7 separate regions of the Mus musculus genome follow, and all the other regions are linked to region 3. A link is a contact called in public HiChIP or PLAC-seq and promoter capture Hi-C data. All regions are on one chromosome and are shown on one strand. Each heading gives the region's core, a stretch centred on a gene start, on an enhancer-like site or on the middle of the called end of the contact. The rest is flanking DNA. Distances are from core to core; before and after follow the strand shown. Region 1 has its middle 19 kb from the start of Gm31546. Region 2 overlaps Pard3 (par-3 family cell polarity regulator). Region 3 holds the start of Rbm34 (RNA binding motif protein 34). Region 4 has its middle 17 kb from the start of Gm51605. Region 5 overlaps Pard3 (par-3 family cell polarity regulator). Region 6 has its middle 32 kb from the start of Gm39286. Region 7 has its middle 63 kb from the start of Gm31603.

Region 1 (3,451 bases), core at 86-2,585, 360 kb before region 3:
TCACTTGCTTTCTACTTAACCCTAAACCTCATGCCAGGATCTCAGAGATGGACTTGAGGGTTGCTAGACCCCTTTGTTCTTCCCACTGTGGCCACAAAAAATAAATCTCTTTTCTCTGCTTTTATTGCTACTTCTTTAACTGGGGAGGGGTAGCCCTGGCTAACTTTTTTTTATAGCTACCAGGACTCAGGCTTTGACCCCAGCAACCCCATAACATTCTCCCTGACGTTTGTCTCACACAGCCACCCACCTGCTGTTTGCTAACCATCCTTTCTTTCTTCAGCTGGGAGGAGTCAGGAGCAAGCAGCCTGTGAGTCACGTTCCCTTAAGGGTTCCCACTGATATGCTGTGATCATGGACAGGTCCCCTGACAACCAGAACTTCTGCCACAGCGGCTCTCGGTACCCCACAGGTGAAGTCCTAGGTATTTACTGACTACATTTCACTCTCAAGAGGGACAGGGGCATTTCCACAATTCCCCTGTGGGTGGGGGTAGGGACTTAGATAGGCCGAGTCCCCAGCAAGCCCAGAATGTGTGATTCTTGCCAGCATCTGAGACCCCAGACAGAGGTGAGAATAGGAGTGGGTAGCCCCCAGCTTCCTAGCTCACAAAGCACAAATCATCACTAGATACAGGCTCCGTGAGGAGTAAGAAATCGGTACCATCGTGCAGCTGTAACCTGCATGCTGAAAGAGTCGGACATGACTGTCAGCAACATGACAGCCTGGGAAATGGGTACAAGGTGGGGCAAAGCCTTCCCGGTGGTTAACAAGGTTCTCCTGTTATCCCAAGCCCTGATCTCAAGCATCCTGCCATGTCCTGCCTTCAAAGGTGAAGGTGAACCTGAGTCTCAAGAACATGCCTGTTTCTACTACCTAAAGAAACATCCGGCCAGCTTATTAAAATTAGGCTAGAGGAAAGCCCAGCAAGGCCCCAGTCCGACTCCAAGAAAGCCGAGTGTCTTCTGAAAATAGGGTTGGGGTGACTGCAAGTAAGACCTTTCTCTGGGAGGACTAGCCAGCCACACTTAGATAACAGAGTACAAAGTACAACTAGGATCAAGGATGAGTCCCAAGCAAGCATAGAAAACCAGTGTATACTGTGCAACCAGGATCAGGGATCAGTATCCAGGCAAACAGCCAGCCAGTGTGCAGTGTGCATGCAGAATCAGCCAAGGTAGGTGACTAATGTTTAGAGTGTGACCAGGATTGAGGATCAATATCCGGACAAACCTAGAGGCCCATGTGCAGCGTGCAACCAGGACCAAGGGTCAGTGTCCAGGCAAACAGACAAGCTATGTCCAATGTGTAATCCAAACTGTGAGTCAGCGGAATCAGAGACAGAGCCAGAGCCACCCATGCTTGGCTGAGAAACCAGATACCAGCTCTGGGCAGGAACTCACCCTGGGGAAGCTGTTGCCTCATTCTCTAGGCCCTTACCTCTTGCCTTCCTACAAAAACCAGGCCAAACAGGATTTGGGGTGTGGCCAGGCTGATCAGCCTACGTCACCATCCCGGTCACAGTCTGTCTGGGCAGAACCCAAGGGGTCTGTGGGTTCTCGCAGCCTTCTGCATCCTACTGTAATATGGGTAGATTTCCTGGAGGCCACCGAGCATACTCCTTCAGTAGAGGCTTTACCTCAGACCAGCAGGTGTTCAAGAGGAAGTGGGGGCGGTTCCATGTCTCTCTGGGACTTGCACCCCAGTTGACAGGGTCACAGGGACAATCTGAGGCATACCCCTGGGATCTGTGGCCTTTGGCCCCCAGGCAGCCCACCCATAGCTCAGAAGGTATGAAGTGGGAGGTGAAGGAGAAGCACCGGAAACCTGGTGGGAAACAGACATGGGAACACGTGAGCACTTGTCCATCTCACTGGCTGGGTTCCATGTGTCACCTCTGACTGCCCTGCTCTGTGCGTTGTCAGCATTGAACACTTGATGTGACCACACCCCCTGGTCTCCAGGCTGCAGCCCTTTGGAAGGATGTGCCTGTGTTGGCTACATTTCTTCTTGCCTTGACAAAATCTTGGACAAAAGCAATTTGGAGCGAGAGAACGTCCATCCTTCACAGTGGGGACTGTACAGGAGAGTTCAGGGTGGCTGGAGGCTGTGCTAGAGCTCCTGACCTGACCATCAGACTAGGAAGTGGAAAGGACACCATAGCTCCTCATGGAAGCAGAAACTGGTTAAGACCCTGTTCTCCAGTGACTTACTTTCTCTAGCTAAGCCCCGGCTCTTAAAGGGTCCATGTTTCCCCCAAGCATCATTCCTACTGCATAAACCTGAGAGGGACATTTTGCATTTAAAGTCACAGTCAAGTAGATCAACCTTGGCCAGAAACAATTTCTCTTTCCCCAGCAACTAAATACAGTACTGCAGATCTTGGGGAACCTGGAGAGGAGGGTGACAAGAGTCAGGGGTGAGGAGAGACAAGAGCTGGCCTGTCATCCCTATATGAGGGGTGTCCCTGGTGGCTGGAGATCCTGGAGTGCCTTTGTTTTCCTAGGGACAGCAACTGCCTCAACCCGTGGTGTGAATGCAACAGTTGGCCCATTTATCACTTTGATTTTTAACTCCCACCTTCTCAGTCCCATCCCCCACCCTGTCCCATATCAGCAGTTCAGTGGATGCTCTGCTCCCAGGGGTGTGACTTTTTAAAAAGGTAAAAACTGTTGGCTGGTGGATGAGGGGGAGCCAGCCTGGAGGAGCCAGCATCTGGTTTTACAAGTCTGGGATCTCCTTTCAACCCTCTCAGTTCGCTGCTCTCCAGATGGACAGGGAGGCTCGGAATGCATGTGGGAGACCGGAGGTTGGGGCTGGCGGTGAGGCATTGCAGAACCTCCATGAGTAAGAATGAGTAACCAGCTCAGAGCTCCTCCTAGCTGGGCAGAGGCACTGACCCAGTTCTGTATCAGCTGAAGGTGGAGCTGGTGGGGCTGGTGCCTGGTGTGGGCTGAGAAACCACCCAGATCTGCATACAATGGGCCACTGCAAGCCCAGAGACCCGGAAGTCCTCCCAGAGCTCACGCCCCTGCTTCCCGTCCTGCATAGCTGTGTGTGGGAGGGGCCCCAACCACCCACTCATGTCCCCGCTTCAGGCTTCCAAACACTGCTATTGACATCGGTCTCAAACAAGGAACAAAACCAAGAAGTTACTCTTGGGGTTGCCCAGTCTCCTGAAGACAAAAGAGGGTTGGTCTTTCCTCAGAAGCATTCCTGGAGGAGAGACTGCTCATGAAACCCACAAGAGAGTTACAAGAACTCAAATGAAAACAAAGATAATGGTGGCCCTGCCTGGGGATTAAGTAAGCAGTCAATGCTAAGGGGGACTCTTCTGTGGAACTGCCTGCTAGCTGTGCAGAGAGCTCCAGTGCTGTACATTGCATGAACTGGGGACTAGCTGTATTGCGAAGCAGCTATCACATCATTAAACTCACCCTGTTCACCAAAC
Region 2 (3,110 bases), core at 597-3,096, 460 kb after region 3:
AGTCTCTTATAGCTTACATACAGTGACATTTATAGCAAGCCCAAGGGCCACTGGCCAGGATCATCATTTCTTCTTGTGCCCACATCACAAAAATCATAGCCCTAGTTCAAGCATTGTGTATAAGGCTACAGTTTCTGTGTCTACCTGAAAATGTGGACTTGCCTCTTCTAACAACCCCCCTCAGTTCATATCTGTGTGTTCACAGAGAGGAAAAGAGACACAATTTCTGAGATCTCTTTTTGTTTTGTCTGCCTCATTTTGAGACAGGGTTTAATGTTGCCAAGTCTAGCCTCAGTTACTATGTAGCTGAGTATGAGCTTGACCTCCACCTCTTGAGTGCTGGAATTACATGGGTTCTATATGTAACCACCCCTGGCCTATGTGATATGGGGCATAGAACCCAGTGTCCTTGTGAGTGCCAGGCAGGCACTTCATCAACTGAGTTATACCCCAAGCTCTAAGGAAAGTGTTTCCTAGGCTACCATTTCTTCTGGAGGCAGATGGTGGATTAGAGCCAGATAACACCAATGTCAGGAAAGGTTAAAGACCTTTGTAAAGTCATTGTATATGGGTTTGCAGTCCACTGTGATCTGACCTGCCTTCCCAAGTGAGTAGTGCCTCAACCTCTACCTCTGCAGCTATGGAGTACTCTGCAGTAGTACTGAGCAGCTGGCCAAGTTGCTAAAGCGCTTGCCGCAGAAGCATGGTTCTCACTGTAGCTATTGCATGTGGTGTTAGCCTCCCATAGTAATAACATAAGGAGAACCTGAAGAAACCTGTTGTCTTCAGAAACTAAAAAAGCCACTTCTCCTGTGCTCAGACACCACATGTGAGTGTATCAGAAAGCTTGGCGCTGGAAGTCCATGCTGACATGGTGGTTGCTAGTGAGTGGTGGTGTTCAGCAGATTAAGGGTCTCTGCAGGATCTATAACCAAGGGGAAAGAGGCACAAAGGAGGTACAGTTTGCTTAGCTGGTTTTCAGTTTGCAAATGTAGAGCATAGGATACTGCTGGGTCTGTGTGGTCTGAAGTTTTCCTAGCTCTCCTTCTCAGGGCAGACTCTGAGCGATGGAAGCATCACCATGTTTGCACACCCAGCCAGAAAGCTTTTCCTCTCCCATCTCCATGCTGGACTTGCCTGTGTACCCAGATCACCATACCAAGATCATCATATCCCTTCTGATTCCACACACAGTCCCAGTCAGTGAAAGGTCCCCTTCGCCATAGAATCTGTGGGAAAGTGAGGCCATGTGCGGCTCAGTGCTCTCACTTTGTTACCGAGGCTCATCATCTTTCTTATCTCCATTTCTCCCTTCTTTCAAGTGGAAGAAGACACAGAGGAAAGCTCGAGGTCAGGGAGGGAGTCCGTGTCCACGTCCAGCGATCAGCCTTCCTATTCTCTGGAGAGGCAAATGAATGGAGACCCAGAGAAAAGGGACAAGACAGAGAGGAAAAAGGACAAAGCCGGAAAGGATAAGAAGAAAGACCGAGAGAAGGAGAAGGATAAACTGAAAGCCAAGAAGGGGATGCTGAAAGGCTTGGGGGACATGTTCAGGTAAGTATTCAGATACAAAGCAGGGGCAGTCCTGAGCAGAGTCTCCAGTTCCCCAGCAGTGGGATGCATGAAATGCCTTCTCAACACAATGTACAAATATCACAGGGCACAGCAACAGTGGCCCAGTGCTGAAGCTCCATCTTTGGTGTATAGGTCCATCTAGGTGGCACGTGACTGTTGGTGACTGGGGTTAGCAATAAGCACATCTTTGAGGCGAGTCCTAGATTCTTGTCTCCTTTCTGCTCTTAGCTGCTGCATTTTCACTTCCTTGGGGATTTCAGCGTGGTTATTTTTGAGCTGTTTTAGCAGCCTTCATTGTGGTATCTTGCCAACCACACAACAGTGGTGAGGAACCATGGACTGTATCTTCCTCCCACTGCCTGCAAAAGGCCCACGGAGAAACGGGCCTATTAAAGTGATGTTTGTTCTTTTTTGTGTGGGAACAATGGTTCATTATTTAAATCTAACACAGAGCTCAAGTTAGTTGTAGCATTTAAAGGCTCATTAATAACAAGTCTAATGAAAAAAATGTTACAGATAGAGCTTCAATTAAGCTATGTTGATTAATTTAATACTTATTACTTCAGTCTGTAAAGATTTCATTAGATGTAGTTTCTGGCTGTTTCTTGACAGTTGGTTTTGTCCCTAAATTATACTCCAGGATTACTTAGCATATCATTTCTTACAAATAGCTGCCATACAATAAAAAGACCAGACTCTTAGGAAGTTGCACCAAAAAATCCCTGTCAATGTTCATCTTAGGTGATTTTTTACAAGATTTGGATATCTAATATTAAATACAGAGATGATGAATGTCCCACAAAGTAAGCCCTAAACACAACAAGGAAATGTTTAAAGTTGAAAACACACTACTCACGCAACCTCTGATTTTTGTTTTTTGGTTTTTTTCCAAAATAGAGTTTTCCTGTATCGTGAGTCCCTTCCCTTCCATTTGCTTTCAGTTTTAAAATGTGAATTCGAGTTTTTGTTTTCCTAGAGTTTCTTGAGTTGCAGTCCTCAGGGTGACCTCAACCTGAAGGCTGCAGGGTATAGTCTGCAGTCTTCACAGCAGTGTGTCCTGTGGGTGTCTGTCCGATGGGTCACAGCTGGGGAAGTATGAACGTAGAGACTCACATTGACCTGTGCTGGCCTGTCGGCAGCTCAGCTTTAATATATAGGAAATATGCCTTTGCCTTCCACCCCCGCCAGAACCTTGGCGCCCTCACAGCTTTTCATGCAAGTTTTTCCTGTTAATATGCTGCTCTTTCTGACTGCGTTTTTCTCCCTGATGATCTTTCTTCATTATATTGCATATTGCATGCCCATACATATTTATAGGATGGAATCGTTGTAACCGCTACTAGATTCCAACTCCTGTGATTCCTCAGGAAGCAGGGGGTTCGTTCCACTTTTGCCAAGTGGCAGCTCATGAGCTGGCACCCACACAATACACAGTAATGAGGCTGCCACCTATCAGTTACATCTTGAGACTCTGCACTGCTGTCTTTCTCGGTTAGACAAGAAAAGATGGAGGACACCGGCCCCAGGCCTGTGAC
Region 3 (3,421 bases), core at 896-3,395:
ACCATGCACGGTTTAGACAAGGAACACTCCACCAAGTGAGGCACACCTCTAGCCTCAAGGAGCACTATCTTAAGGTAAACAAGAAATGTACAGGTGCAGATACAGGCAATCAAAAAGACGGAACAGGTCTAATGCTCAGGGCCGACACACAGCAGTGCCCATGAAGAACTGCTGCGAGGTGACTGACAAGAACTCCAAGAAGAAGCCGTTTCCTAATTGCAAGCTCAGGAAAGGTGTTCATCTTAATTCAGAGACAAAACAGAGAAGGGAACAGAAAGCTTGGAATGTAAAGCTTCGAGAAAGCAGTCACCGAGTGGAAGCAGCGCACAGTCCTCAGAGGGTGTGAGGGTGGTGGGGAACTAGTGTAGTGGCTCAGCAGGCAAAGGCACCTGTCCTGCAGCCAGACAGCGAATGGACTCCTAGGAGCTGGTCCTTCCACAGGCCACCTTGACAGGAATGCACTGACACACATGCAGACAACAAACGTAATAACTACTGAAGGTTTTACTGAAAGAGGAGAGTGTAAAAATGGGAAAAGAAAATAGGCTTGAAGCAGCGAGAAGGAATTGAGAGCCAAGGGTTTGTGGAAGCTGAAGTACAGCTTAGGTTGCAGAGTGAGTTTAAGGTCCACCTGGGATGCAAGAAGTCTCCAAGAAAGAATGAGGAACACTCAATAGAAAAGTAGTGTATCTGTTTGGATACTAACTCAAATATTATGTAAAAGGAATTTTAAGTTAGTAAGGGAAATTTGGTTCCTATGAAAACCAAATTCACATTTGACAGACACACTAACTCAGAAATCCCAACTCAGAAAACAGAGAAGGGGTTAAAGTCCTAACAAGGCTGGCTCAGAATCAAGAAGCAGTGATGGACACAAAGACCTAAAAAGCTGATCTACCAGTATCTGTTCGCTTAGGATAAATGGCTTTCTTGTATCTTTTAACCCTGTATGAGACTTTGTATAATGTATTTTTTAAATTTCAGAATATGCAGTGAAAAAAATTAAGATGAACATTAAAAAAAAAAAAAAAAAAACTGCCTGAGGTATTTAATATAGCAAAAAGGAGATTTCTACCAACCTGTTTGCCAGTCTTTTGTCTGCATCAGAGAGTTTCTTCACTTTCACTTTTCTCGAAGGCTCTTGCAAAACTGGCTTTTTAGTTTGGGACACACTCTCTTCTTCATCATCATCATCATCATCAAGTTTTCTTTTTTTAGATGTTTCCTTTCAAAAGTTTGAAGTCATATTTAAAACCTCAAACTTTAAAAAAAAAAAAAATCCTGACCCTAAAGCTGTGTGTTGTGGCTTATATCTGTAATTCCAGTATTCAGGAATAGAGGCAGGAGGAACTGTGCCAGGCCAGCCAGAGCTACATAGCAAAGTCCCTCCGTCTCCAAGTCCCTGAGCAGTACTCCGATGTGCCTTTCTACATGGATACTTCTTCACGGGTTACGGAGAGAAGCAGAATATTCTTGCAGCACCAGCCATTCAGTGGAAAGGTGAGGCAGGAATATAGAATCTGGGTTACCGTGTATTCTAAGCGTGCGCAACTAGTGTGATCCTGTCTCAAAATAAAAAAGTCAAGTCGGACATGGTGGGAGCGACTCTGTAATCTCAGAACTCAAGGCTGGAGAAGGATCAGGAGTTTAGTTCATCCTCGGATACATAACTGAAATTTGAGGCTTACACGGTCTACAGGTGACCCTGCCAATCAAATAGGCTGAGGGTGAAGCGCTAGCCCTGCTCAAAGGACCAGACAGTCACTGCTGTCAGGAGAGTGACCCTCTACATCTCTCTCTACCGGGATACTCAGGGTGCAGCCCGGCGACTCACCTGGGGCACAGGCACAAATACAGGAGGAGCCGATGGCTCCGCGGTGCTGAAGAGAGCGGCCAGCCGCCCCGTCCCGCCTCCAGGAGGCCGCGGGCCGCCCCGCAAGCTGTCGGCGACCTGTCCCACCAGGTAGTCGCTGGCCGCACAGCTCACGCCGTCTCCAGAGCTCTGTCTGCAAACACAAGAGCACTCTTCAGCCACGCCGCGCCACTCACCGCCAACCCATCCACACCAACGCCCGCCGCCACTCACCTCCGCTCCGAGCCCTTCCTTCTCTTGCGTTCCTCCCCTCCCAGAGCCATGCTGAAAACTGAGCTTCCGGGATGGAAGTCCTAGGTCCGCGCTTCTGGGATCCGACTAGTCATGCGTTCCCTCTGGTTCCGGGTTCCGGCAGCCTCCGGGTTCCGACTACTTCCGTTCTAAGGCTGAGCTCTTCCGCTCAGGACCACACCCCCTCTCCCCATTCAGCCCGTGGCTGCGCAGGAGCCGCGCTATGCTTAATACTAATGGTTTTGCAGTCCGCAGGCGTCTCAGGGAAACCTAGGCTGAGGGAGTGCAGCAAGTCTCACGAGTAGCTGAGGCCTCGTGTTAGTACGAGGGTCAGCTAAAACCTGACATAGTGGCTTAGGTCTTTAATCCCAGAATTTGGGGCTCGAAGTAGCCGGATTACCTCGATTTCCAGGACCGGCTAAAACCACATGGCTCCAGCATAGCTACCTCGTCTCAAATAAAACAAGCCCCCCCGCCCCCCAGGCTTAGGGAAGGCTGTCGGCCACAGCTCATTAAGGAAGGAGGTTTCCAAGAGAAATGGGGCTACAGGGATGTGTCTTAGCAGTCGGGGAAGGGTACACCTTTCCCGAAGTTTGACGTTTCAAAGTCGGCAGAAAACAAGTATTTGGGATCACAGTTTAACTGGTCACATCCTTGTACTATTCCGTCTTCAAAGCCGCCCTGTCATTTATTTTTATATTTATTTATTATTATACATAAGTACATTGTAGCTGTCTTCAGACACACCAGAAGAGGGTGTCAGATCTCATTATGGATGGATGTGAGCCACCATGTGGTTCCTGGGATTTGAACTCAAGACCTTCTGAGGAAGAGCAGTCAGTGCTCTTATCCACTGAGCCATCTCACCAGCCCCCTCCCCACCTCCCGTCATTCTTTAAGTAAATTCATACTTAGATTTTTTTTTAATAGTGGCTTATATTTGTAATCCCTGTTCTCTAGGGCCTAGGTAGAGCTTGGCCATGATTTTGAGGCTATTCTGGGATATGCGGTCGTAGCCTCTTTTGCCTGCAGGAAGTCCAGCATGTTGGGATCTCCCCAGTTACCAAGATAGAGAGACACCCAAGTGAGCTTGCAGGCCAGATTTAAAGCACATTAGGGAATGCTGGGGTAGGTGACCTCTATGTTAATATGTTGGGTCTATCTCTAGGGATACTGACATTCCATTACTGGGATGTGGGGGCTGGAAACTTGCTGGGGAGGTCTGGGAACTGTTACTGAGGAACTCTGGAAACTGCTGCTGACCCATTGTGCTTGCTTCAGGCCAGGTGGCTGGGACATTCCATTACCTGGGCATGA
Region 4 (3,405 bases), core at 85-2,584, 450 kb before region 3:
AGAAAGAAAGAGAAAAAGCAAAAGAGAAAGAGAGAAAAGAGAAAGAAAGAGAGAGAAAGAGAGAGAGAAAAAGGAAGAAAGAAAATGAAAGAAAGAAAGAAAGAAAGAAAGAAAGAAAGAGAAAGGGATAGAGAAAGAGAGAAAGGAAGAGAAAGAAAGAGAAGAAGAGAAAGGAAGAAAAAGAGAAAAGAAAAAGAGAAAGAAAAAAGAGAAAGAATGGAAGAAAGGAAGAAAGAGAGAGAGAGAGAGAGAGAGAGAGAGAGAGAGAGAGAGAGAGAGAAGGAAAAAGAGAAAGAAAGGCAGGGAGCGTGGAGACCTTAAAAGCACTGGCTGCTCTTACATAGGACCCAGGTTTAGCTCCCAGCACCCACATGATAGCTCACTAACATCTGTAACTCCACTTCTAGTGACTCAATGCTCTCTTCTGACCTGCAAGGGCACTGAACAAGCACACTGAATACAGACATGCTCGCAGGCAAAATGCCCCCAAACATAAAAATTTTAATAATAATAATAAAGCTTTCAAAAAACCCTCCCCTAATCACCACAAAAGAAAGACCTGCTCTCCACATTAAGACGTCTAAAGACTGTGATTAATTGGGTAGCGACTGTCTAATGACCTGGAGGTTCCTGTAGGGCAAAGGACTCAGCTAGCTTGAGAACAGGGCTCTTTTAGTGCCCCATGAGGTAGGGATTAGGGGGCGTGGTTCCCTCCATTGCTTCTCCAAAGAAAACACGCCTGACTAGCAGCAGAGATCAATAAAAAGACATCACACCGAAAACAAGAAATCTCACGGGAGGGGAGGCTGACGTCCTTTCTTATTTATGGCTCACGATGAACAGCGGACAGATGTGCTGAGGGAGATCAGAAAGCCGCTCTTAGTTGGGGCTGATTCTGGGGGTCTTTGGAGCAACCGCTTCTCCCAACACTTGACACTGTGACGATGTAATTGGTTTTGGGAGAGCTGGGAGTGGGATAAGGGATTTTCCGGAGGAAGATGAACGCAGGAATGCAGCTCTGGACTGAAGCTGCTGACCCGATTCCTCCAAAATAGATCCCACATCACAGAGCAGCGGGAATCTAAGCCTTCCCAGAGCGCCCACCCGCACTGCTACAAACACCTAATTCATGAAAGAAATGAGCTTTAAAGATGGCAGCCATGCCACCCGTTAGCTGTTTGGTCATCGAAGTGCTTCTAGAAATGGAAAAGAGCTATTCAGCACTAAAGATTTAGGAACGTCTGTTGACATTAAGGAAGCAGCCTCATGGGAGAGCTGACAAGGCTCCCAGAAACATCACCAAGGGAACGGTGACGCAAATGCGTTTGGTTTTCACAGACTGGCGTGCTGCCAGACTCCCTGCCTGACGGCTGATGTAACTCCAGTTCCTATCTAGGTTAGCTTGCTTAGATAGTGCCAGCAGAACACGCAGCCGCAGTCAACAGCAAGCTTCTTTTGGAGACCAGAGTAAAAGGATAAACATATGTTTTCTTCTTTAGATCCTGATGTGTATTGTATTTTAAAGGGGGTACAAGGCTGGAGAGATGGGTCCACGGGTTACAAGGACGGGCTACACTTCTGGAGGATCAGAGTTCGAGTCCCAGCACCCACATGGTAGTTTGCAATCATCCATATTCCAGTCTCAGAGTATTGCGCCCCTCTTCTGACCTCTGTGGGCACCAGGCATGAATACGGCACACAGACATACATGCAAACAAAACTTCTATACACATATACATTTTTTAAAAAAGAATTATTTATTTTATGTATGTGAGTACACCATCACTCTCTTCAGACACACCAGAAGAGGGTATCAAATCCCATTACAGATGTTTGTGAGACACCATGTGGTTGCTGGGAATTGAACTCAGGACCTCTGGAAGGATGAGCAGTCAGTGCTCTAAACCGCTGAGCCATCTCTCCAGCCTATATATATATAACGTTTACAAAGGAAAAGAAAGGAATCTCATGTCAGCCTAAATTCTACCTCAACACAGACCAGAGGCAAGCCTGTCACCCACAAAAGGCATCACTATTTCACAAATATCAGCTCTCAATACTGTTTAGCCTATTAGGGAATAAGAAGGAGACTGTTCCCAGCTGAGCCAAATAATGACAGGAGAAAGCAGAGGACATTAGTTGTGAATGCAAAGATAATGATCCTTTTCATTATTGACTAAATGGGCTGAGGCCTCTGAAACCTGCGCTAAAAGATCACTATTCTAAAACATTTTTCTTAGAGACTGCCGATTTCCGGGTTTGTTTGTTTGTTTACAATCAATAAAGGAGAATTGTTAATTGGAAACATTCCCCCCAGACTCGGGTCAGATGTTGATGCGTTGTCTTCCGCAGGGTGTAAAGGGACAGAAAGCCAAGAAACAAACAAACAAACAAAGACTAGCTTTTAAAGCTTACTAGGTTATCCCAGGACAGAGGAACCTGTGCTGTCTTTAAAGGCCAGAAGCTGATATATAATTGGTTCCCTGGCCTTTAGAGGCAGGTAATTAAATCAGCAAGAGAGGGAGGGGCGAACAGTAATGGAGACAAAAGAGCCAGGCTAAAAATACAAGGGAAGGACCAGAGCTGACCGGATACCAGTCCTTGAAGGCACAGTATTGATCATGCCCAGGTTTACAGCACACCCCTCCCACTCTGCTCTGTTTTCCCTCCTCCACCCCTCTCCTCTACCCACCCATTTCCTTTTCTTCTTTCCTTTATTTATTTGTTTGCTTACTTATGTGGGTTTTTGTTTGTTTGTTTGTTTTGTTTTGTTTTTTGAGACAGGGTCTTTCTGCGTAATTCAGGCCTTAAACTCACACCATCCTTTCTACCTCAACCTCCCAGGTGTTGGATTGCAGGTATATGCCACCACTCCTAGGTTAACCCATTCTTTGTTTGTTCTCTGTGTGTGTATGTGTGTGTGTGTGTGTGTGTGTGTGTGTATGCGTGCGTGTGTGTGTGTGTGTGTGTATGCGTGCGTGTGTGTGTGTGCGTGTGTATGCGTGTGTGTGTGTGTGTGTGTGTGTGTGTGTGTGTGTGTGTGTGTGTTGATGTACATGTGAAGGCATATGGAGGTGAGAGTCAACCCCAGGTATTTTTCCTCAAATGCTATTATCTACCTCAAATGCTATGCGTTTTTGAGGCAAGATCTCTCCCTGGCCTGGGTCTCACTACTAGGCTGACTGGCCAGTGAGCCCCAGGAATCTTCTGTCTCTGCTTCCCCTGCTCTGGGATCACTTTTGCTTGCCGCCACACTAGGTTTTTTGCATCATTTCTGGTGTCTGGCTCAGGCCCCTCTACTTGCAGCTAAGCTGTCTCCCCAGCCCTCAGCTCATTTCTTTCAGGTAACTTTTGGGGTTGTGTTGTTTTCCGCCTAGGAGATGTTTAAGGGCAAACCTCTGAATT
Region 5 (3,598 bases), core at 951-3,450, 350 kb after region 3:
CCTTCTCTGGTATGACAAATGCTGCTTGTCTAGTGCGGCCAATCCAGGGACGTTAAGTGCCCGTGTGGCTTTCTTTGAAGGACCTCGAAAATGAGACTATGAAAGCTTTTGTTATCACTGGCTGTCCTACAGCTCTGTTTTGTAATTATATCAGATGTCAGGAGAAAGCACTTTTGTAACTCAGAAAAAAATGTAAATTCCCCTTTTGGGTTGTGCTTCTCACTGCCCTTGGCTTGTTTTCTGAGAGAAAGAAGAGCTTCCTACTGGTGTGTGGAACGAGGTTCTTGTCATAGACAGTTTCCCAGAAGACACTTTACTGTGGATTTCTGAAGATTAGATAGTATGTCCTGGTGTCCAGCCATCTCTACATAAATGTAATTCCTCAGTAGGGGCTGCATAGTTGTTTTGCCACACATGTGTATAAAAACTTAGGAAGGGGCTGGAGAGATGTCTCAGCGGTCAAGAGCACGGACTGCTCTTCCAGAGGTCCTGGGTTCAATTTCCAGCAGCCACATGGTGGCTCACAACCATCTGTAATGAGATTTGATGCCCTCTTCTGGTGTGTCTGAAGACAGCTACAGTGTACTCATATACATAAAATAAATAATTCTTTAAAAAGAAAACTTAGAGGGTTGGGCTCTAGGAATTGTTGGATATCATGTAAGCTAACTATTAAGTATTTGAAAAGTAGTTATGTGTGTCTTCTTCTTACTCAGAAACCCTTGAGGAATGGGGTGCAGTGGCCGGATTCCCGGAGGGACTGCCGGTTGGCTCACATCTTGCCTAGCATGTCCTAGAGAACTTGTCTGGTTGGTTTCTTCCTTCAGATAGACAGAGGATAAGTTGGATGCTCTCCAGTCTCCCCTCCAGTGTCCAAACCATGTATGGCTTTGGGGCAGAGCGCTACCTAGCATGTTAAAGTCCAGAGTCGATCCCTGGCATTGAAAAAAAAAGTGCATAAGAAAATTTCCTGGCATTCTGGGCTACCGAAGAAAATAAGGAATGATTGGGGAAGGTGCTCCAAACAGAAGAGCCTAAGAGTTTGAGTGTTTGTCACTGGATGTCAGATCTGCTCTCTAATTCAGTCTGCTGACTCCTGAGACATCTAGGAATCTGGTTCCTTTAATTGTCTTCCTGAGTCACTAGTTCTGCCAGGCCCTCTTTGTACAGGATCCATCCATGTTTCTAGCCCATGTTGATATGTATTCCTGGAGATGGTTTTCTTGTCTAAGAGGAACACAGTCACCAACCACTGACCAGAAAACTAAGTTACAGGTAAGAAGGCTGCACTTCAGCTCTCAGGGCACCTGTGAAAACTAAGTGAAATTTGTATTTGATTTCCACCCCCGAGTTGCCTCAATGTATGCAATTCCCACAGATACCCTCAAATCTGAGTGGCGGTAGCGATGGTGGTATCTAAAACACTAGCTCCAAACATTTTGCAAAAGGAATATTAAACCCATATTGTATTTGGCACAGGGTCCATCATTTCCTTATTTCTAACTGTTTTAGTGAGGATCTAATTGGTCTACACTGATAACAACTACTATAAGCTCTCTGCCCTTATTTACAAGGTAGCTGTTGAACTTTCTTATGACGGGTAAACCAGGATTATAGTTTCTGGTTAAATATCCTAAAAATAGCTTTTGTTGCTCTTGGGAATCATTTCTGGAAGGAATGATAAGCTGAGGTTGCTGGGATGACTCAGCATGTAAAGTCTGACACACTGAATATGGCTGTCCCTTGGACATAGAAGACAGAAAGAGGAAACTGATTCCTTCAAGTTGGCCTTTGTCTTCCATATGTATATGCCCTTGCCTGAATGAATAAATGTATTGGAGGAGGAGGAAAGGGAGGAGCAAGAGAAGAGAAGGAGGAAAGGGAGGAGCAAGAGAAGAGGAGGAGGAAGAGGGAGAAGAGGAAGAACAGGAGGAGGAAGAGGAAAAGGAGGAGGAGGGAGAGGAGGGGGGATGAAAAGAGGAGGAGAAGAAAGAGGAAGAGGAGAGGAGGAAGAGAAGAAGGAAGGAGGGGAGGAGGATGAGGGGAGGAGGAAGAAGAGGAGGAGGAAAAAGAAGCAGTAGTAGTAGTTCTTGTTGTTGAAGTACAAAATTGAATTATTTTTAAGTCACAAGTTCTGGGTTGAAAACTGTGTGATTTTAAAAGTCTTAATGTCACGTGGGAGCCCTTGGGATCATCTGATTCACAGAAGGGGAATGTGAAGATTTTATGTGTTGAGTGTTTTGTATTTTACAATATTGTGAGACTTGGTGATTTTTTTTCAAAATATGTCAGGAGTTTCTGCACAGAACCGGCCCAGATTGTAACTGGTCTTTCTGTGCCGGTAACAGGAGCGTCCCTCACCTCCATGGTCATGGTGAACAATCTGCGTGTTCATGGCATTGTGGGGAAGGTGGGCTGTTGGTTTTCTGAGACAAAGCTGCTGTCAGGAGTGGATGGTGCTGTGGAATTTCTTCTTGTTGAATTGTGGTTGGCTTCAGGGGAAGTATAGTAGAATACCCCTCCCTGCCTCCCCCGGAAGAGGTATATCCCACAAGCAGCTTGCCAGGGAGCTGAAAGTTAATATGCATTTCCCAGGCCAGGGACTTTTCACACCTGCTGATGCCCATAAAGCATTCATGACAGGAGAGTCCCTGATCACAGCAGCCACACCTGCTTCTCTGACAAGAGGTGCTGTCCTTCCTATTGAAGACTAGCGACTGTTTGGGGCTGCCTCTTCTGTGGAAACTTTATATTATAATGTTAAAAAAGGGATAGTGGGTCCTTATATTATTTTTCATATCTAATCTTTTAGATGAAGTCCTAACTTAACTGTAATAAATCATTGCTTGTCATTAGCAAACTCAGTGGTCATTACTGTTTTATGGTTTAATAAATCATTATGATATCTGCACCGTCCACAGATTCATTCATTCGTTCATCTCACTCTGCAGCCTAAACTGGCTGAGAACACGCTATCTAGGTACTCAGGATGGCCTCAGACCTGCTGTGATCCTTCTGCCTCGGTCTTCCTTGTACCGGGGTAACAGGCGTGTGCTCCCATGCTCAGCATAATTTTATATGATGACCAAAATACCTAAATAAAATTTTTTATCTTGTTTGAGTATTTATAGTGTATAGAATTTTTGTATTGCTTTGATCAGGGAGTGAAAAAGATTTGAAGTGATGTTTTCTAATTTATTATTAACATTTTGTGGGGGTTCCACAAAAATATGGAACAAAGAAGATTTGATAGCTTAGTTTTCCTCTCTTTCTAAGTTGGGTTGTATAAGATTGAAAGTACTGCTTTATGTTTCCATTTATTGATTTATTAATTGACTGTACGAGAGCATTGCTGTGTGTATACTCGCATGTCAGAAAGAGGGCAACAGGTGCCCTTATAGTGGTCTTGAGCCACCATGTGGTTCCTGAGAATTGAACTCAGGACCTCTTAACCACTGAGCCCACTCCAACCCTGAAAATGATTGGAAATTTTCACGTTTGGTAGTTAGAATCTACAAACGAGTATATGTGATCTGGCATAGATAAGGTTTAAGACAGCCGTGTTTTAAAATACCATCCCCAAATGTGTTGCAAATGA
Region 6 (3,275 bases), core at 656-3,155, 430 kb before region 3:
CGTGAATGTATATATGTGTGCATGTGTATATGCATGTGTGTACATATGTGTATGTGTGCATGTGTATGTGTGTACATGTGTGCAAATATATGCATGTATACACATGTTTACATATGTGTTCATGTGTATGTATGTGTGCTTGTGTGTATGTGTGTGCACAGACTTATGAGGACTTGTAATCCCTGCCCTGTCCTCTAACCAGCATGACTAACCTCCCTAAAGGAAAAGGAAGAGAATAAGGGCAAACATGGGAGTCCCCTTATGACCATGAGATTTGCAGAGGCTGGGGTTTGGGAGAGAAAGGACGGGGTTCGACATAAAGGCAGCCAAGGCTGTCTGTGTTCATTGCTTGTTTTTAAGTAAGGTCACTGTGGATGGGGACTGGTGAACCAGTCCAGCTAGATCTCAGGTACCTTTGATTCTCTTCCCCAGGGCTCCTGTGGATAGCCTGTCATGTCCGGGGCCTGTCCCTGTGTGAAGCTCCCTGAAGGATAGACTGCATCTTTTGCTGGCAAGATTCTTAGCACCTACCCTGCAGTCTGGCATTGCAGAAAACTATCCTGGTGTGTGTGTGTGTGTGTGTGTGTGTGTGTGTGTGTGTGTGTGTTTCTAGCACTCAATGGAGGGCAGCTGCAGGGAGGGAATTGGGGTGAGGAAGACAAGCCAAAGAAAATCCACTCAGGGAGATAAGGAGAACGCTTCCAAACAGCTCCTAGAAGGCGTAGGGTCCCTCGGAAGGCTTTCTCTTCACAGTCAGGGATATAATAGAAGTGGTTGCTATGGAAACCGGTGTAAAAGCAGAGAGGAGAAAGGAGAGGGCTGACTAGGGGGAGGCAAGAGTGAGGCGGCAACATCAAAGGGTGTGTGTGTGTGTGTGTGTGTGTGTGTGTGTGTATGCTGCAGCACCTCTACATCTGATGAGAGAAAACAAGTCAGGCGGCGGCAGCTTGTTACCATTCCTGAACAGGTCAGGGATTACCACACACAGTGATCCTTCCTCTGGAAACCTGTGTGCTAAGCCTGCTCTCCCACAATAGAGCTCATCAGCTGGGCCCCGGGGAGGGGGGGGGGGGACGGGGTCGTGTAGGTGGAGTGAACTCTTTGGCTGTCCATGCCATTTGTTTTGCACACAATTTTGGGGGACAGTCTTAGAGAGCAGGCCATTTGTCTGTGTCTTGATTTTATCACGTGCCTTCTTCCGAGGCATGGAAGCACCCTTGCTTAAGAAAGTCACCACAGACAGAATAGCTTAAAGAAAAGACATGACAGTGTTGGGTGCTGTGTGGACCAGGAAAAAAGAAAGAAAGAAAGAAAAATGTGAGCTACACCATCAGAGCCCTGAGCACACATGCCCTAGGGGCAGGTGCTGTAGGGAAACAGAAACCAAAGCCCAGGTCACACACTGGGTTCTAGTGTGGTCATCTGAGTGAGGGGAAGGGTGATTGCATCCCCTCAGGCTAGGGACAGCTCCCCACCCCCACCCCCAGTCCTGACAGAATGCCCTTTCCTGCTGACTCATGCACACAGCTCTGCCAAAGATGGTCCAATGGAAGCACACCAGCTACTCAGATGATTTTAAGTGCTCCAGTAGCCACAGCCAAAAGGGGTGGGGGTGGGGGTGGGACCAGACTGACTAGTTTCCTAAAATTCTCGTAAGCCTATAAACCCCCAAAGTGGCCACCTCAAGGAAATCAATTAGAAATCACTGCTTTTTGTTTTCGTAGTGTCGGGGGTTGGACCCAAGGCAAAACAAACACTGGACCATGTAGTTATGGCGTGGCCTACGGCGTAGAGATTATTAATGAGGTATGTCAGATTCTTTCACACTGTATCTTTGAACCCTGGTGTGTGGGCTCTGCAAGTCAGATATCCGGTGAGTCACTCCTTAGGCTCTTCATAGCCAGGCGGGGCTGCTTGTGTTGGGCAGCAACACAGCCCTAGAATTTTCCATCACACTGATGGAAGCCGGGCGTGTGCTCATTGTAGCCAACAGCCATGGGTGACTGGGCTGGGTGTCTTCTGAGTCAGGAAAGCCTCCATCTTTCAGCTCAGAGTGAGTCTGTGCAGAGAGTCAGCTTCAGTCCTCGAGGCTCCGGTGGTTTGGTGACCATTTGAAGACATGGATAGTCCTGGTAATGCGGGACTGGGTTAAGGGATAGAAAGGAACAGCACGTGTCCCTTCTAGACTCAGAGGGGAGTAGCCGGTGTCCCGTGCAATAGAATAGCACCTCTACCTCATAGCCTAGCAATACTCAGACATTAAGACACCCAGAATCACGCCTGGTGATTACATGTCTATAATCACAGAGGCTTGGGAGACTGAGGCAGGAGGGTCACAAAATCAGAAGCTGGACCCTGACTTTTCCTGTCTAGACATATGTTAAATTAAAGATTGTTTCTTAAAGGTCTACACACCTTCCTGGAAAAGCTTCCTCTGCAGGGTGAGGGTGGACAGTCGCCGGAACAGCCCGTAGTTTCCCACGAGGAGTAGGATGAATCACATCAGCTGCTTTCAGCAGACCTTGGCATGCTATAATTGCCTGTAAATATTAGCATGACCATGAATGCCTTGCTATTACCAACTGTAAAGGCGGGACAGGGTCACACTGAGAGCTGGAGGTGCCCTCTACTAATCCACAACCTTCTTGAGACAGGTGGTCCCTTGAGCTGAGAGTAAGGACCCTTCCCCTCATTCCAAGCACCTGCTGGGCACTTATCTGTTGTTTATTCTATGCAAAGTATTGCTGGGTAGATGAAGAGGTGAAGGGCCAAAGGGCATTACTTCCATCTAAAAGCCTATGCCAAGAAAGGAAGAACAGGCTGAAGAACGGGCTGAAGCAATGCCCAGGAGTTAGGAGCACATATTGCTATTGCGGAGGACCTGAGTTTGGTTCTAAGCACCCATGTGGGGAGTCTCAAAACTCCTTGTAACTCCATCTCTAGAGGACCAGGTGCCTTTTCTGGCCTCCAAGGCCACTGCACTCAGATGCACAAACTCCTCCCCTCTTCCTCCCCCTCCTTCTCATCCTTCTCCCCCCCCCTCCTCCTCTGCTCTCCCCCCCACACACATACAATTAAAATTAAATATTTCTAAAAAGAGTGATAGAGACTATGTTGCCACGAGTGGGGACTGTGATAGACTCATTCATGCTAAGGGTTTGGGAAGCCTAGAGAAGGAGACTGACCCCAGGGGGACCTCCTCAATGAAGAGCCATGGGAAATGGCAGTCAGCAGGACTGAGGTTTCTTAGAAGTGATCAAGTGACTTAGTGGTGT
Region 7 (3,590 bases), core at 338-2,837, 300 kb before region 3:
TTCCTAGCTGAAGAGGCTGTAGGGAGGGGGTGGAAAGCCATTTGTTTACTGGTTCAGAACAGGACTTTCTACTTCAGAAGTCTCCAGGCTTGTTATCCCAGCTACGCAGAGGCAGAATTGCACGTTTTCAAAGCCTGCCTGGGAAACAGAATGAGGTGAAAGCCTGTCTAGACAGCCCAATGAGACTTTATCTCCAAATAAAAAGTAAGGAGTCTGCCGAGGCTATAGCTCTGTGATGGAATGCTTCCGAGAGTGCACAAAGCCCTGTAGCATCCCCAGCACAAGAGTAACAATAAACTTCACCGGAATTCAGAAAAGACATTAAAATAAGATGATGCTCGAAAGAGGTGCCAAATGGATCGGGCTAGCCTGGGCTACAAACCACGTGCCCCTCTCCCATCTCAAAAGAAATAAATTAAGACCAACAATAGACATTGACAGATTTCCCAACAAGGGAACAACCAGGACAGTGGCTTTCCACTGACGACCATTGTAGCGGAAGATTATGTTCTATCTCTTTAATAGTGCTATAGGAGGCACCTGCTTACAGACGGAGGAGGAGGCTGGGAGTGAATGTCTGGCCCTGGCCAGCCATCCTCGGCCAGCAATGGGCCTGCTGAGCCCATTTCAACTGAAATGAGATCAATAGGATTCATTTTTTCTCCTGCTGGCTCCCGAGTGATTCATGAATCAGAAAACTAGTTCATGAATCAGAGCGGGGCGGGGAGAAGGGGGGGGGACCATTTGTGCAGTCGGCAAACCTCCATTTCTTTCACGAACCTAGCCGTGAGTTGCATAACACTGCCTGGCACTTGCTAGTTGAAACCAGTCTTTTCGGAAGCTGCTTTACTCGCTCACCTATTCTCCTTCTGGAAAGGGGAGGGACACGGTGTGTACTACTGTGTGTCCAGCAGTCAGTGTGTACTGACTGTGTGTCCGGCGGTCTCGGTAACATTTCCACGACAAGGGAAGCATTCATGAGTCTGCGTGTGTGAGTGTGTCGCAAACAGCCTTTGACCGGCCTTGGGGCCCCTTTAAACCTGAAAAAGAGCCAAGTTCATCTCTCTGTGGAGCTGCTTAAGGAAGCTTTGAGATGGGGCAGTTGGAACATCTCTGCAAGGGCTGATTACAGCCTACTAAGGAAAATGAGATTTTTATCTCACAGGAATTCAGTTATAAAAATAAAATACAGCGTCTGGCTTGATTCAGCTAAATGCACAAGTGCCTGGGTGTTTTTAATTTAGTAGGAAAAAAAAAAAAGCCCCGGACAAGAGGAATGACCTAAAACACTACATTTAAAGGAAAAAAAGGGAGGGAGGGAAGAGGGAGGCTACAGGAAGTGTGTGTGTGTGTGTGTGTGTGTGTGTGTGTGTGTGTGTGTGTAGGGGGAGAGAGAGAGAGGAAGAGGGAAAGGGAGAGAGAGCCATGGAGGACTGGGGTGGAGGGGCGGGACAGAAAGAAGCCACCCTGCTGGCACTTGAATGCAGAGGGTGATGTCACCGGAGCAGTTGGAGCGAAGGGGAGAAAAACAACTTGAAGCAGTGCTAATCCCCGTTTGCTGCCCTGAAGGGAATGGACGGTGGCCAAGGCAGGGAGTTATGGGAAACCATATAAGGGTGCCAAGCAAGCTTTGCCGCCAACATTAGGAACTGACAGCTTTGTTCTCTGTCACTTGGCTGCCAGCCAGAGGCCTCATTTCAGCTCAGCGGCAGCGTGACTACCCTGGCGGGCTGCCAGCCCTGTGCTCAGAGCTTTTTCCTCCCAGGGCTTAGCTTTTTTTCCCTCCTCCGTCCCTTTGCCAAACATGCAGCGGTTACTATGGCAGTGAGAAGGAAAGTTAAACACACACACACACACACACACACACACACACACACACACACCAAAGTAGAGGCACGCCTTTATCCAGATGTGCAGCCGGGAGCAGAGAGAAAAGGCAGTTAACCTACCCAGTGGGGCCTGCAGGAAGGGGGAAGACACCTCGCTGTGAGAGGTGGCCGGCTGCTGCTGCTGCTGTCACTAGAGACAGACAGGCCTCCCTGTGCACCTTGTGGGAGGGAGTGGGGCTGACTTCCAGACCTTGTTTCTCTGTTCTCCATCTCTTCCTGAGGCATGGTGGAGTGCGTAACACCAAATGGGGAAGACTGTCATGCTTTCCACTGGCCCTGTGTCTGTGGTTCTGAGAAAGCTGCAGGGAGCCAGGCCCATGGAGCATGAAAGAGGAGACAGGAGGGCAGGAGGAGGGGTCTGCGTACCCTCTGGACACCAACGCAAACTTAGCACCATGGCTTCCCCTGCCAACACTGGGAGGGTTGTGCTTAGTGCTGTGACTCAACCTAGTGGAGATCAGACCTCCAACCCTGGTAGTTCAGGGTACGCCGGAGCTGAGTAGCCTTTGTCAGGACCGAGGGCCTGCAAGGGCCAGTGTGTTCTTGTTCCCACATGGAACGGCAGCCAGGAGGGACTCTGAAGAAAGAGTACATTGCAATGTTTTTAATTAGGAGCATTTTTCACCTGCTTAGAAAGTGGAACATCTCCTGGGAGATGACAGGTCTCGACCAGAGGCAAGCCTCCAGGCACATGGTTGGCCGTGGGTTTCTAAGGCAGAGGTTGCTTAGAAGTAGAGATCTGGATGCCAGGCTTTCAGACCCTCGGGGTTTTAGCAAAGTTCCCAGAAAGGCCTCTTCGGAATCTAGAAAGTTCTGCCAGGCTGACTCCTGGCCCCACCGCTGGTGACTTAGGAAGGGTGACTTAAGAAGGGGTCGAAGTGTTTGGTGTAACCCTGCAAACCTCTCTGTAAAAACACAGTGGCTGCCACCCTCGGCGGGGCCCTGTGGCACTGAGAACGGCCTCCATAGTCTCTCTCCAGCTGCATCTTGGCAGGGAGCGAAGTAGAGCTGCCAGGAGGGACATGGCCCAAGGTCAGGAGGGAAAAGTTGGCAAGCAGGAAAGTATCCCAGAAGTCCCTGGGCCTGTTCCATGCTGCTTTTATTCCAGGCCTAGTCTGTACTTCTTAGGAGGCATGCCAAGCCAAAATGGGTTGTTCGCTGTGTTCAGCCAAATAGGGGTCCGGTAGGGAAGAGGTGGTGATAGGCTCCTCTGGGAGTATTATGAGCACAGCACGTACCATGGCCACCCCCCTCCACTACTGGAGGGGGGGGGTTGTTACCCTATTTTCATCGCTATCTTTCCCTAGCCTGCATGCCTACTGACTGTCATTCTTTCTAAGGGCCAAGGCCACAGGAGGCCAAGCTAGGAGACACACTCTGTGCATCAGTCCCTATGCCAAGGGGACCTGACAGGCTTGGTCCCCAGAGCATGGCAGAGTCTGCCACCACAGGGAGGGTAGTGGAATGTGGAAATCTGAATGAAATACACTTTGTTTCAACTGGGGCAGACAGAGTAAAGGACAACTCGGCACCAAGCAGCACAGATGCTAGGATAAGCTTAGATGGGAGGGAACAGAGCTCTGAGCTGGTCGCCATTCCAAGCAGAAAGATCCCAGATTGACAACACAGACAGCCTCCCAGGGGAACCTCTTTGCTTTAGGAACGACGCCAGCTCCCGGCTGGTCCAGGCACATCCAAGTG

The links. Promoter capture Hi-C pulls out the DNA fragments that hold promoters and counts their contacts. HiChIP or PLAC-seq counts read pairs in DNA pulled down with a chosen protein or histone mark.
Region 1: an HNF4G HiChIP or PLAC-seq map of pancreatic cancer cells shows a contact between it and region 3. The contact joins the enhancer-like site here to the promoter of Rbm34 in region 3. A contact is called at or near these places in 3 of 39 promoter capture datasets (the 3T3-L1 cell line, embryonic stem cells and liver), 1 of 484 Hi-C or Micro-C datasets (embryonic stem cells), 7 of 115 datasets of contacts at active chromatin or transcription factors (the 230-238 cell line, embryonic stem cells, extraembryonic endoderm stem cells and 2 more) and 2 of 9 other capture datasets (liver and pancreatic islet).
Region 2: a promoter capture Hi-C map of hippocampal neurons shows a contact between it and region 3, with 2.2 times the contacts expected there. The contact joins the enhancer-like site here to the promoter of Rbm34 in region 3. A contact is called at or near these places in 3 of 39 promoter capture datasets (hippocampal neurons, liver and stem cell-derived epiblast-like cells), 4 of 484 Hi-C or Micro-C datasets (embryonic stem cells, myocytes and trophoblast stem cells), 3 of 115 datasets of contacts at active chromatin or transcription factors (embryonic stem cells and kidney) and 1 of 9 other capture datasets (embryonic stem cells).
Region 4: a contact with region 3 is called in a FOXA1 HiChIP or PLAC-seq map of pancreatic cancer cells. The contact joins the enhancer-like site here to the promoter of Rbm34 in region 3. A contact is called at or near these places in 12 of 39 promoter capture datasets (3T3-L1-derived adipocytes, the C10 cell line, cranial neural crest and 8 more), 17 of 484 Hi-C or Micro-C datasets (CD8 T cells, the G1E-ER4 cell line, Th2 cells and 11 more), 16 of 115 datasets of contacts at active chromatin or transcription factors (the SCID.adh cell line, bone marrow-derived macrophages, embryonic basal ganglia and 11 more) and 3 of 9 other capture datasets (adipose tissue, liver and macrophages).
Region 5: a contact with region 3 is called in an H3K27ac HiChIP or PLAC-seq map of extraembryonic endoderm stem cells, with 3 times the contacts expected there. The contact joins the enhancer-like site here to the promoter of Rbm34 in region 3. A contact is called at or near these places in 6 of 39 promoter capture datasets (the 3T3-L1 cell line, hippocampal neurons, liver and 2 more), 1 of 15 datasets of contacts at CTCF or cohesin (embryonic stem cells), 21 of 484 Hi-C or Micro-C datasets (the AML12 cell line, the HL-1 cell line, the MC38 cell line and 8 more), 5 of 115 datasets of contacts at active chromatin or transcription factors (T-cell acute lymphoblastic leukemia, embryonic stem cells, extraembryonic endoderm stem cells and 1 more) and 2 of 9 other capture datasets (adipose tissue and embryonic stem cells).
Region 6: a contact with region 3 is called in an H3K27ac HiChIP or PLAC-seq map of embryonic stem cells, with 6 times the contacts expected there. The contact joins the enhancer-like site here to the promoter of Rbm34 in region 3. A contact is called at or near these places in 6 of 39 promoter capture datasets (the 3T3-L1 cell line, the C10 cell line, cranial neural crest and 3 more), 10 of 115 datasets of contacts at active chromatin or transcription factors (bone marrow-derived macrophages, embryonic basal ganglia, embryonic forebrain and 5 more) and 1 of 9 other capture datasets (macrophages).
Region 7: a FOXA1 HiChIP or PLAC-seq map of pancreatic cancer cells shows a contact between it and region 3. The contact joins the enhancer-like site here to the promoter of Rbm34 in region 3. A contact is called at or near these places in 2 of 39 promoter capture datasets (the 3T3-L1 cell line and 3T3-L1-derived adipocytes), 6 of 484 Hi-C or Micro-C datasets (the Ba/F3 cell line, the G1E-ER4 cell line, cerebellum and 1 more), 4 of 115 datasets of contacts at active chromatin or transcription factors (the HPC-7 cell line, epiblast stem cells, memory CD8 T cells and 1 more) and 2 of 9 other capture datasets (adipose tissue and liver).

Annotation. Positions count from the first base shown.
Region 1 is chr8:126,613,031-126,616,481 of GRCm38.p6, forward strand. No RefSeq gene overlaps it. Among named protein-coding and RNA genes, the nearest start is that of Gm31546, 19 kb to the left of the region's middle. Within about 2 kb of position 1,336, at least 216 of the 459 cell types and tissues checked have an H3K27ac peak or open chromatin away from gene starts, as enhancers often do. A contact at or near this core is called in the 230-238 cell line, liver, pancreatic cancer cells and 1 more, where this site is marked.
Region 2 is chr8:127,425,200-127,428,309 of GRCm38.p6, forward strand. Pard3 (par-3 family cell polarity regulator) reads left to right here. Exons shown (of 25, transcript NM_001309391.1): 20 at 1,323-1,554. Among named protein-coding and RNA genes, the nearest start is that of Gm9909, 28 kb to the right of the region's middle. Within about 2 kb of position 1,847, at least 30 of the 459 cell types and tissues checked have an H3K27ac peak or open chromatin away from gene starts, as enhancers often do. A contact at or near this core is called in hippocampal neurons, where this site is marked.
Region 3 is chr8:126,968,904-126,972,324 of GRCm38.p6, forward strand. Rbm34 (RNA binding motif protein 34) reads right to left here and starts at 2,146. Exons shown (of 11, transcript NM_172762.3): 1 at 2,087-2,146; 2 at 1,835-2,006; 3 at 1,080-1,225. The coding sequence starts at 2,136.
Region 4 is chr8:126,516,032-126,519,436 of GRCm38.p6, forward strand. No RefSeq gene overlaps it. Among named protein-coding and RNA genes, the nearest start is that of Gm51605, 17 kb to the left of the region's middle. Within about 2 kb of position 1,335, at least 223 of the 459 cell types and tissues checked have an H3K27ac peak or open chromatin away from gene starts, as enhancers often do. A contact at or near this core is called in adipose tissue, bone marrow-derived macrophages, cortical glia and 9 more, where this site is marked.
Region 5 is chr8:127,316,386-127,319,983 of GRCm38.p6, forward strand. The region is part of intron 4 of Pard3 (par-3 family cell polarity regulator); the gene reads left to right. Among named protein-coding and RNA genes, the nearest start is that of Gm9909, 140 kb to the right of the region's middle. Within about 2 kb of position 2,201, at least 43 of the 459 cell types and tissues checked have an H3K27ac peak or open chromatin away from gene starts, as enhancers often do. A contact at or near this core is called in the HL-1 cell line and muscle stem cells, where this site is marked.
Region 6 is chr8:126,538,011-126,541,285 of GRCm38.p6, forward strand. No RefSeq gene overlaps it. Among named protein-coding and RNA genes, the nearest start is that of Gm39286, 32 kb to the right of the region's middle. Within about 2 kb of position 1,906, at least 216 of the 459 cell types and tissues checked have an H3K27ac peak or open chromatin away from gene starts, as enhancers often do. A contact at or near this core is called in bone marrow-derived macrophages, embryonic basal ganglia, embryonic forebrain and 4 more, where this site is marked.
Region 7 is chr8:126,664,969-126,668,558 of GRCm38.p6, forward strand. No RefSeq gene overlaps it. Among named protein-coding and RNA genes, the nearest start is that of Gm31603, 63 kb to the right of the region's middle. RefSeq lists an enhancer at 453-2,788. Within about 2 kb of position 1,588, at least 405 of the 459 cell types and tissues checked have an H3K27ac peak or open chromatin away from gene starts, as enhancers often do. A contact at or near this core is called in 3T3-L1-derived adipocytes, the Ba/F3 cell line, the G1E-ER4 cell line and 8 more, where this site is marked.